2 separate regions of the Mus musculus genome follow, and region 2 is linked to region 1. Evidence: chromatin contacts called from public Hi-C data. All regions are on one chromosome and are shown on one strand. The core of a region is the stretch at or near the end of the contact, and the rest is flanking DNA. Distances in the headings are between cores, read along the strand shown.

Evidence for each region. A called contact is a pair of places that touch in the nucleus more often than the background predicts.
Region 2: a contact with region 1 is called in a Hi-C map of uterus, with 2.2 times the contacts expected there. The contact joins the enhancer-like site here to the promoter of Trim2 in region 1. A contact is called at or near these places in 1 of 484 Hi-C or Micro-C datasets (uterus), 3 of 115 datasets of contacts at active chromatin or transcription factors (bone marrow-derived macrophages, embryonic forebrain and embryonic stem cells) and 3 of 9 other capture datasets (adipose tissue, liver and pancreatic islet).

What each region holds. Positions count from the first base shown.
Region 1 is chr3:84,256,486-84,262,101 of GRCm38.p6, reverse strand. It overlaps Trim2 (tripartite motif-containing 2), which reads left to right and starts at 2,323. Exons shown (of 12, transcript NM_001271727.1): 1 at 2,323-2,777. It overlaps Gm40078 (a long non-coding RNA gene), which reads right to left. Exons shown (of 3, transcript XR_867391.3): 3 at 3,878-5,616.
Region 2 is chr3:83,940,682-83,946,297 of GRCm38.p6, reverse strand. It overlaps Tmem131l (transmembrane 131 like), which reads left to right. Exons shown (of 35, transcript NM_172681.4): 8 at 3,469-3,546; 9 at 3,758-3,911; 10 at 5,349-5,407. Among named protein-coding and RNA genes, the nearest start is that of Tmem131l, 97 kb to the left of the region's middle. Within about 2 kb of position 2,902, at least 47 of the 459 cell types and tissues checked have an H3K27ac peak or open chromatin away from gene starts, as enhancers often do. A contact at or near this core is called in adipose tissue, bone marrow-derived macrophages, embryonic stem cells and 1 more, where this site is marked.

The sequences.
Region 1 (5,616 bases), core at 1,074-3,573:
GGGAGGGAGGAGTCTAGAAGAAGAGGGGCAGCTGTTGTCCTTCAGACTTGGCATCAGGACTAAGTAAGTAGAATTAAACGGGGAGGCTGTCAAACCTGTGCTGTGTGTGTGTTCATGGCAGCCGCTGGCACTTTGAGCCTCTGCCCATGTGTTACGTGGTATGTGATAGATTCATATAGAATAGAAACACTTTAGGGGAAAAAATAATAAAAGTTCCCAGGCAGCGTTAAATAGAAGACATGATCAGACGAGTTGGTGTGTGTGTGTCTGAAATTTAATAAAACCCTCTTGTATTTTCTGATCCTCTTTCTCACCGTTTGCACCCAAGGCGCTGCCTGCTTGCCCACAGTGGCTTTTCTCCTCTCTGTCCTCTGATGTGACTCTGCTCACAGTGGGTGAATCTTATGAGTTCGATTGTTTTCCCCAAATTCCTACGTTGAAGCCTTAAGCCCTGCCCCCATACCTCAGAATGGGACATTTTTATGGGAAGAAGGTGATTTCCCATTACAAGATAGAAGTAAAATGCCGTTAGATCTTAGACTTCTCAAAATGTCCGAATGTTGAAGGCTTGTTCCCCTAGCCTCACCCCAGTCTGCAATACTACTGTCAAGTGCAGGAGTGTGTGACTTCAGAAGCTGGGCCTGGTAGGACAGAGTTCGGTTGTAGGCCCCTGCCCTTGAAGGGAATTTTGGAAGCACAGTCTGTACATGTCACTCTCCTAGTTCCCTGACCACCCATCGGTGAATCAGTTTCCTTTGTCATGTTCCCATCATCATGTCTCTGAAACAGAACCAAGAGAAACCTTTCCTCATTTTAAAATGATTATTTTAAGCATCTTGATATCGTGATAGAAAACTGACTGACACCTGAGGACAGATGTAATTAGTGAAGTGCAGTAATTCTGGAGTATGGTGGGCCCCTAACCTAATATGGCTAGCGTTTTACAAAAAGAGGCGGACATCTGGTCACGGCGAGCCAGGGAAAATAAGTGCTTACAATGCCGCTAGCCAAGGAACCAGGGGTCCTTCCTGGAGTAAGCTCCTCCCATCACACTGGCTGCAGGCTCCCAGGCTGTGAGGCAATTTATTTCTGTTATTTAATCTCCTCACTTCCAGGTACTTTGTTTTGACAGATGCAACACACCAATACAAACCGTTTTTCTCTACTCTGTATTTACCTTCGCTGTCTAACCACACACCTGCCCAACCTGTCTTGCTTAGCCAGAAGGTCCCAAATACTTTAGAAATCTGTGTGGCTGATTTGTATTCTGTGACCTCGTTCTGAACCCAACTCCTGGCTTCTCTGGGTCCTCTCTCATTTTCTTCTACTTGTCCTGCCACAGGAGGCAGACAGGAGGCTATGACCTCTGTAGGATACCTTTGCCCCACCCCTGTAATGGGCATTTTATTTTAGTCTCTCTCTTGCTGTCTTTGGAGTCTTTCCCCTTCATTTCAAACTCACCTCCACCCCCTTTCTAGGTTGGAGTAGCCTTGTGAAATTATCTTTCTGCGGTGGAAATCTTATTACATCACTTGCCAGCTCCAAATCTCTCAGAGGGTCCCTTTAGTTTCTAGTCAGATGCCAAGGTCCCAGTTTACCTAGGACGACAAGCACGGTGACCTAACTTCTTTGCCATCCACCATAGAGCATCTATCTGTCTTCATTGCTCCTGCTCTGCCCCTAAAGCCACATTCAGGATCAGCTAGTGCCCAGCCTCTTTGTTCTAGAGCCTGCAGAAGCCCAAAATTTAAAAGGCTTGTCCGGGAGGTGGCGGCAGGTGGGGGTTGGAGGTGGGGAGCTGTCTTTGGATTCTAGACTGATTGAAAAGCCCCATCTGTGCTCTCCCCAACCCCACCCTATGTTTCTTTGACTGTAATTTTTCAGGGTTGGGAACTGGTAAGTCTCCCTAGCATAACCAGCCCAACACAGTAGAGCACTTGAGAGGAAGTAGCGACTTCACGCTGTCAAAGGCACTCCAAAGTGAGGAAGGGACGGGGGGGGGGGGGGGGGGGGCGGAGAAACAGCAATTTTGCCCAGCTGTTTGGGAGAATGAAAAATCAATTTGCAAAGACAGCACTTCCTCATCCTTTTCAGCGCTGACTGTATCATAACTGACTCGTGAATTGGAATTAAAGCAAAGCTTTTCCCCTTGTCACGGTCAGCAGTGTGTGCTTTCAATACCGAACGCCCGGCGGTGGAGGCAGGCTGCGTCGAGCTCGCTCAGCCCGGTACAGCTGAAGTCACTTCCCCTGCAGGGACAGAGCGTGCTTTCGTGGGGTGGGCGGGCGGGTGTGTGTGTGTGAGAGAGAGAGAGTTTTCCGCAGTAGACCTGAAAACCCAGCCAGCCGCGGATTGGCGCATCCCGGCTGCGGCCGCCTGAGTCATCCGAATCGTTCTGGAACCGGGCACCAACTTGCGTGTTTGTCCGCGGCTCTTTGTGCGCGGATCAGCTGTACCGTGGGCTCTGGCATCTAATCCAGGATTTGCCTCTGCGCGAGGCTTATGGAAAGCAGATGTCTCGCCGCTCTGGGACTGAGCACAGAATGGAAGTGACCCAGAGAGGAGCTGTTTGGTACAGACGACACGGAGGGAAGGCCCCGGCGCGGCCCGCGAGGCCAGCTCCGCTCCTCGCGTCCGTCCTCTCTGCCGAGCCCGCCGCTCAGATCGTGTCCCGCGAGCGAGCCGTGTGACCGTGAGGCCGCGTGCGGCGGGAGCCGGGATACCGGGGTCCGCGGCCGCCAGAGATCCGGGTGCGAGCAGCAGCCGCGAGGGTCGCGGTAAGTGTCCCTGGGGGTGGGGGCGTGAGGGGCGCGGGCGGTTTTTCGGAGCTGTCAGCCCGCCAGCACTGTTCCCGGAATCTCACGGACCCTCTGCAGACCCTGACCTGCAAGGAACGCTTGCAAAGTCATTTGACCCTGGAGTAGAAAGCGACTCTATAATCTTAAAGCTTGGAAAGGTGTCCTCTTCCCACCCCCACCCCCAACCCCATTTCTTTTTCTTCCAAAAATAAACAAACAAAAAAATGTTCTTTCTCTTTGAAGGAACTACTCAGCTAGATTCCTGTCTATTAGTTTTCACGCTTACCCTCTGGCCAAGCTCACGCTGCACGTCTGGTTTATTAAAAGGTGGAGATGTTGCCTTTCTGGGCTTTTTGATTGATGCTGAAAAATCTGCATGCTGCTGTCAAGATGTAAAGGATTGGGGGTGGGGAGGAAGCTTGTCCCAAAAATGCTTGTCAGATGCAAAGCATTCCGCGAACCCCAGACATTTCCCCATTTGTAATCTAATCGATTCCAGGGAGCAACTGACTTATTTTCTGCAACTCCTTAATCGAATTAGGGCACAGATAGCGTTAGATTCAAATACTTTTTAATTCTAGTGTGTGTGTGGGGGGGAGGGGGAACGGGACACGTATTTATTTATTTTGAGGTTCTGGGGAATTAATGCTCGGCTGAACTGATAAGTTACGGCCCCACCTCTCAAATGCTTTTTAGATAGTACATTTAACAGCATTTGAAGTTCTGAGAGTCTAAAGATTAGGCTACACGCTAGGATATACATGAGAGGTTGTTCTTGTGACAGTTTGCATATCTATGCCCGCCCCCCCCCCCGCGCCCGCTCAGGGTTGGTTGGTTTGTTTTTCCTTCTAAGATGGAGCTTAACCTTCACATCTGTATTCTTGAAATATAGTTATAAGCTCAGTACAGCATAACAAGTACTTCCAGATTCCTTCCTGGGGGCGGGAGTTACTGTGCTGGATTTTATATGACCTCCAGTTTCAGATTTCCACTCCATTTCACCCTTAACAGAGCCAGCATGGGCGCTTCAACTCCAAGCAACAGAAGAGCAGGAGTGATTCAGAGCACTTGGCCCACCACGGCCTTGAACCAAGACAGAAAGCATTTTATAGACTTTTTATGATATGCACTACATTCCCGTCCTGTTCAAACATAGGCTCATATAATGATTAAAGATCAATTAAAGAGAAGCAGGCCCTGCCTCCCTTCTCCCTTGGGTAAATACGGTCTCCCCTTTCTTCCCTCCCTCATTTGCAGAATTCTATTTCACTCAGTTACCATGACCTCATTTTGGATTGCGGCATACATGGGGCCATCAACTGTCATTATCAATGTTTGTTTCAGTGAAAATGTGCCCTGTCAGTATCTTCTGAGAACGTTTACTCAAACCTTACCTTTATTTTCCTAGAAAACTCTCCATGTATATAAATTGTACTGTGTCAAAAAAAACAAACATGGCATCCATACCTTTAATTATTCTTATATCATCCCGTTACTGGTGGCTTGTGTGGATTATTATTTGGTGAGATTGTAGTTTCTATTTTATACTGAAATACAGGTAGAGAGAACTTCTCATAGGACACTAAATATAAATAAATGGGTTTGAAAGTATGGCCATTAACATGGAATGCTCTGGCCTTTTCTTTAGTCTATTGACTCTTCAGGAAGAACTAATAGTTACCATGCAGTTCAAGAGTGGTTTGTTTAGAGTCCAAGCTACAATAATTTACCGCTGTCCAAATTCATCACTGTGAGGATGTGGCTCATTCAGTGGAGAGGACCCAACGAGGTAATATTACAGTTTCCAAAAAAGCATTGGGAAGGCTCCCACAGCTAAGATCCAATCAGCGGCAGGGCCTACCTTGTTACTGACATTCCTTATTCAGTGAGGCCCATCATGGTATCGTGTCCCTACTGAACAAGCAGCCCCCTTTTGGTCTGTCCTTACTCCCTAAACAGCCAGCAGAACTGCGATTCAAAACTGCATAGGTGTTACAATCTGAGATGACTTAAAATGGGCAGGGGATTGGCGTAGGTTATGAGCAAGAGAAGGTAGTTTTGTACAAGCACTTAGTTATATGCAGAGTTTAATGTCTACGGGGGTGAGGATGCCCTTGAACCAACCCCTTCAGATGCCAAGGAATTGCCCTATTTCTTATACTCTTATATATTAGACTTGAAAACTGAATGGTGAGTTAGCAAGTCTTTTTTTTTTTAAATAAAATATGCATTTACTTATATGCATTTTATGTGCATTGGTGTTTGGCCTGCTTGTATGTTGTGTGAGGGTGTTGGATATCATGGAACAGACAGTTGTGAGCTGCCATGTGGGTCCTGGGAATTGAACCTGGGTTCTCTGAAAGAATAGCCAGTTTTCTTAAGTACTAAGCCATCTCTCCAGTCCCTAGCTAGCAAGTCTTTAAAAAGAAAACCCCACAAGTTATCAGTGAGTTCAAAGCATTAAGTTCCCTGGAAAAAGAGACACTTAAGTCTGATCATATGGAGAGTGTTTGATCTTAGACTCAAAAGAACTGACAACTGCAGACTGTGAGGTAAATAGAAAACTAAGGGGGATCAATATGGCGACACCAAGCCAATGCTTACTTCCCACTTGGATTTTATGTCTCTTGTAGGGTTTGGTAGATGTTAAACCTCAGAACCAGTGCTTATGTTGGCACATACTAAAATTTCTTCACAATGGTTACTTCCTGTGATATATTATATTATTATTATATTATATTATATATTTTTACATCCTGCCGTTGACTCTCAACTTAATGACAGAACAGAAATATCCCTTCTCTAGAATTTTCACTGT
Region 2 (5,616 bases), core at 1,653-4,152, 320 kb after region 1:
GTAAATCATATGAGGTCACTGTGTTCTTAATTATGTTTAAATTGTCATTCTGAACGCTCAACATTATTTATCCATTCAGAGAAAAGTTAGAGGGAAGGAAACTATTTTAACCAAAAACCTAGTTCCAAGCAGCTCTTCATCTGTGCACATGTTTTCCCAGTTGTGTGGTGTCTGTGGACTGCACACCCTCTGTCAGTTCGCCAGCCATATATCAACTCCCTCCTTAGGCAGAACATGGAGTTGAGTGCTTATGATCTACTGAAGAAGGTAGACCTGACCAAATTGTTACCGTGCAAGTGAGGAACGTTAGAAAGAGTTAGGTAGCAGGTGTCCCTGTGTAGTGATGGGTGGCTGCTCAGGTATGGCTTCTGAGGGTATTTACGCTGAGGCAAATTAGATAGCAAGTAGGGGATGGTGGTAGGCAGGCTAGCAAGTGGGTTCACTCTACAGGAACAGCAGTTTCAAAGATACCAACTAGAGCAGTGTAGCCAGTGTGGACATGGGGGCCTTGATCTTGCAGTTCTCTTGCCTCCACCTCCACATGGTAGGTGCCGGCCATCGTGTCTGGCTTGTGAACTCACCCTTTGTGGAGGGAGAGTGGAGTGGAAAGGGTACAGGGAGGAAGTTAGCACACCGCAAGTTTCTCTCTCAATTACTGTGGCTAGTGTAGTTATTTATTTAGGCTCTGTACTCAGCGAGGCTGGCACTCAGCATCAATATGGTGCAGAGCTGACAAAGTGCAGAAAGTAAAGTGCCCAGCTGTGTTCCAGGAAAGCCTCATTCGCAGAAACAGGCAGAAGACTGGAGTTAGGCTGGGGACACGGTTCACCATCCTAGAGCTGCATGGTTTGGGGGGATGGAGGAGGCCAGTGTAACTGGCTATAATGGAGGCTCAGACGGTGAAGTGAAGTGGACTTCTCAGGTGTGAATAATGCCAGGGCTGCTGGTGGTGCTAAGATGATGAGTGGTTTAGGACCTCCATGTGCAGCAAGGTGCCCAGCTTGTTGCAGAGCTCCCTTGGGTGGAGGACGAAAGTGTAAGAAACGCAGCACCCAGATCAACCATGACTGATGGTCGGGAGACAGAAGCAGGGAAATAGAGAGAAGCAGGCTGTTTCATGTCTTTGGTGCAGGGATTTGTTCATAGTTTTACTTTGAGAGGTTGTTTGGAGTTTGTATTGGGAGTATGGATACCCATGTACTCTTGGCTGAAGAGTGATTCTTCTCTCTCTGGTCCATATCTTGAATGAGAAATGGTCTCTGTCTATACAGTGCTACTGTGTATCGCATGCGCAGCTTCAGGAGGGCGCACGGAGGGAGAACAGACTCCTTAACCATTCACCAGCCAGATCACAATGGCCCTTGAAGATCAGTGGGGCAGATGTAGCCAGCAGGCTGCCCTGGCAACCTCATAGCACTGCTCTGCTTTAGACAGAGTAGAATATTATTTACTAGCAGTAATTTTGTAAGTCTTTGTTGGATTTCACGTATATGCTCAAGGCATCTTGAATACTTTGTACTATACTTAAACATGTAATATACTTTATTATTTTTTTCTGCACTTCAGTTGGTATGAATGAGAACCAAAGTAATTCATTTTAGTACTGAGGGATGAATCAGTGGGTCCAGGTCCCTAAATATCAAAAATCCTCTGCTTTCCCTTTGAGTCATAGCCTGATCCCTAAAATGCATCCTTAGGTTTAGGGAAGTGATTCTGCTTAGCCGTGGCTCGCCTGGCATCAGGTACTCATACATAGTTAAGCAAGCTTTCCCAGTGCTCAGACTCTGGCTCCTGGGCTGAATATGTTTCTTTTGTAATGACTGTGACAGAGACCTTGTGCAGGAGAATCTGCCAAAGGCCATGTTTCTGAGATTTGTGTGCTGTGCTAACTTCACTGTCTCCTCTTATGTATGCAGCCCCACCCCAACCTGGACGATGGTATCCCTCCTTGATTGGGTTGTTCTCGTCTTCTCCTTGAAGTTCTATGAAAGATGGCTGAGATCTTTGAACTTGACAGAGTCCTGCATTCTTTCCTTATACTTCTGTCTTCCATCCATAGCCCTTTCATGTGTTAAAAATGGCAGGCAGTTGACATTTGGACATCTGTTTTTGAAGTTTCTGTCAGAGTCCACGTCATGGCTTCTAGTGGTCATTGAATTGAAAGAAGGTATACATTGAAAAGCAAAACAAGCAAGCAAACAATCCAGGAAGTTGATTGGGTATAATAGTGCATACTTGTAATCTTAGCATTTAGGCCTATGAGGCAGGATGATCTTATGGACACTCGGCTGTACTGTGAGACCTGGTTTCAAAAATCAAACCAGGCTGGGGCTGGAGTGTTGTGAATGGGCCTGGTGCTGTTTGTATTTTGATGCTAATTCTGTTCTCCTAGGAGGGGTTGCAGACAAGGAGTGAGTCATATACTCAGGTGACTTCTTGTGAACCAACCCCCTACTGAATAAAGGAGCCAATCACTGAGCGAGTAGGAGGGACTTCTGGGTTGGACAGAGGAAGAGAGAAACAGGAGAGAGTTAGTTCTTTTTGGATGGGGATAGCTTGAACAAAATGTAGCTACAAGTGTCTCCTGGTTTCAATGGCAGATCAGTCAGGATTTGACACCTGGATTTGGATTTAAAACAAGGCTTATGAGATTAGGATTTCATTGTTGCACCCAGCTATTAAGTTACGATTGTTCCTGAATTAAGTTTGTATGGTGTTTTGCTTCACACAGCAGTTTTTCTTGGTTCAAGAGAGAAAGGTATGGCTGGCAAAGTGTGGGTTTGCCTGATGTGCAACACAAAGGCCGTGGGGGATTTGAAGCATGGGGCTGGCATGTTAGTGACTGGCCAGTGAGAACCTAGCAAGCAGGGTGGAGAGATTTTGGAGCTCTGAGTCAGAGCGTGACTGCTGGGGCTAAGAGTAGCAGGGTGTAGCATAGGAACTTGCTGTTCCTTTTAATATTTCTTGCAACACTGGAGAGATGGCTTGATGGCTAAGAATACTTGTTGCTCTTGCAGAGTACCTCATTTTGGTTTCCAGCACTCTTGCACGGAGGCCCACAATGGCCTGTAACTCCAGTTTCAAAGAATCTATTGCCCTCTTCTGACCTTCTCAGACACTAGTACACACACACACACACACACACCTTTAAAAAAAGCAAAAAATAGTCAATAGGTTATTAATGGGTAACCCCACTTTAAAATAAAAGTGTAGTTCTTTGTTTTTAACCAAATACTAAACACACCCAAGACAGTATACATGGGATATACATACTCTTGCTTCCTGCCTTACTAGGAACTTTCATTCCTTCCTTGAGAGTGTACGCCTACTGACAACAGAATATATTTCCAGTACAGCATAGCATGCAGCAGTCAGTAGCTGTTTGGAACTCACTGTATGAATGACTCGCTCTTAGGACTGGATGATGCTTGGGGCCTCCACCTAAGTTTCCTTCCTTCTATCTTTTAGGCAGAGACCACTAATACCAGCCTGCTGCGGGTGCAACTGGAATGCAGTTTACATAATAAAGTGTGTCAGCAATTGAAGGTATAACAATATTTAGCAGATCTCAGTTTTCTTTCCTGCCTCTTAAAAATCAAAATGAAAACTGCAGTGTATTCTCATCCTCAATAGGCTCTTGCCTCGACTGTTTTCTTTTCTCCAGCAATATGCAGTCTTAGAGCTCAGATGATTTTTGTTTTGTTCTGTTTTGTTTTGTTTTTGAGTTTTTCTCCTTTCCCCACGCCTCCCATTTCAGAGTTGCTCTCTGGGATCTGATGATGCGCTACACTTGGAGATGAACATCATTGTAGCAGTGGAAAACTCCTCCAAGCAACCTGAAGAGAACACTCAAGCCCTGCTAGATCACCTCTCTATTGTCTATGTAGCTACTGATGAGTCTGACACCTCAGGTGAGGTGGGGCTTTACAGTTTCTGTTGTGGGACTAGCTCAGTCGAGTGTGCACTGGGTCCTGCCTCATCCATAAAACTGAAGCTACAAACTTTCTTGCAGCATGGCCAGGTTTCCCTGAGTCATTATTTGGTTCTTTCAGAGACTCAAGGCAGCCTCTGCTTGGGGTCGATTGCAGCAGGCACTGCTTCTCAGTCTGCAGCTGCCCTGCCTGCACCACTTCAGGGAGGCTAAGTAACCACAGCTCTCTGAGTCTCCTTGGGAATCATTTTTCTTGGCATTTTGCACAGATGGAATGGACTTGACTGCCTAAAATAAATGTTCACGAAGGGTTTGAAGTCCGAGTCTTGCTCCAGAGTTACTGAGTTGCAGAAGCTCAGTTGACCAGATCATGCTGTTTCTTTCGTATTCTTAGTAGCCAATAGCTGGTTGTTTCTGGATGTTTGACAACTTGGAGGAGAATTCTTTGGAAATGTGTATCCTACTTACTAGAAATAGCCTATTTTGGCAGTCTAGCTTTTGAAGAACACTTGCAGGAGATACATGCTGTCTGATGTATGAGATGCAGACTATGCCATTTGCTGTTATAACAGCTGTGTTCACATGTGTATTTATTACTCATTCCAAAAAAGATGAACACAGTGATACAGGAAAGCATAGTTACTCATCAACAGTCAGCAGGGTCATGCGTGCAGGGCCCTCTCCTTCCTCCCCTGCTACCAGTCTCCTGCTCGGGACTGAACCTATGACTTCCCATGTGCATCATTGCACTCTACAGTTTTAATTGTTGAGCAAACATCATTTACCTCCAGCATGTAGAATTGGATGTAGTATCAGTGGCCAGAACTCCCCTGCCCTTTGGTTTACAGTTTGTTCGGTTTTTTTAATGTCCAGGTGGGTACCCAGACTGAGAAAGACCCCCGTCCCTGGGAAACACATTTAGATGATGGATAAAGCAGAGCCTGCCTTGCTCCAAGATGCTAGAGTTTCATTCCTAGCAACACATTCATCTAGAGTGTGTTGCTTTAAGTAAGGAAACACAAGGCTATCCAGATGACTGTAGAGCATAGCGTTGCTTAAAACTATCTAGTTGGTTACTGTCATTCAAAGAGAGCATAGTATGTTTCTGTCAGCAGTGAAAACCTTGTTCAGGAAATTTTATATATATATATATATATATATATATACACACACACACACACACACACACACCTTCCTAAGACTCAAAGACCCATCCCAGGTACATAAAACTCTGTCTTTGATCCCCAGCATTGAACTCATCCCTGCATGCGTCCCAGAAGATACCAAAGAGAACGTATTTTCCATTCAAGTTCAGTGTTGTAAAGATGTTTTCCTCTTTTTAGAAATGTATACTGTGTTTAATTGTGGAGAGTCTATGGCTTTTTGTAAACCTCATTGCTCTGATTCTTTTGGACAGATGAATCTGCAGTAAATATGTATGTACTGCATTCAGGAAACAGCCTTATTTGGATACAGGTAATTGCTGAGTTGCGCCTAAAGTAATTTGAAATTACAAATGTGCATTTTGCTGCAGGTCCTTAGGGATTCTGAGGAGCAGAGGCCTTTGTGTTTATTTTCTTTTGCTGTCATTTAAACCCACTGTCCCTTGATTGAGCACCCTGTTTGTGTGAAGACTGTCAGCGCCCCTTTCTGCTGTTGCGACACGGCTGCTGAGCAGTTGCTGG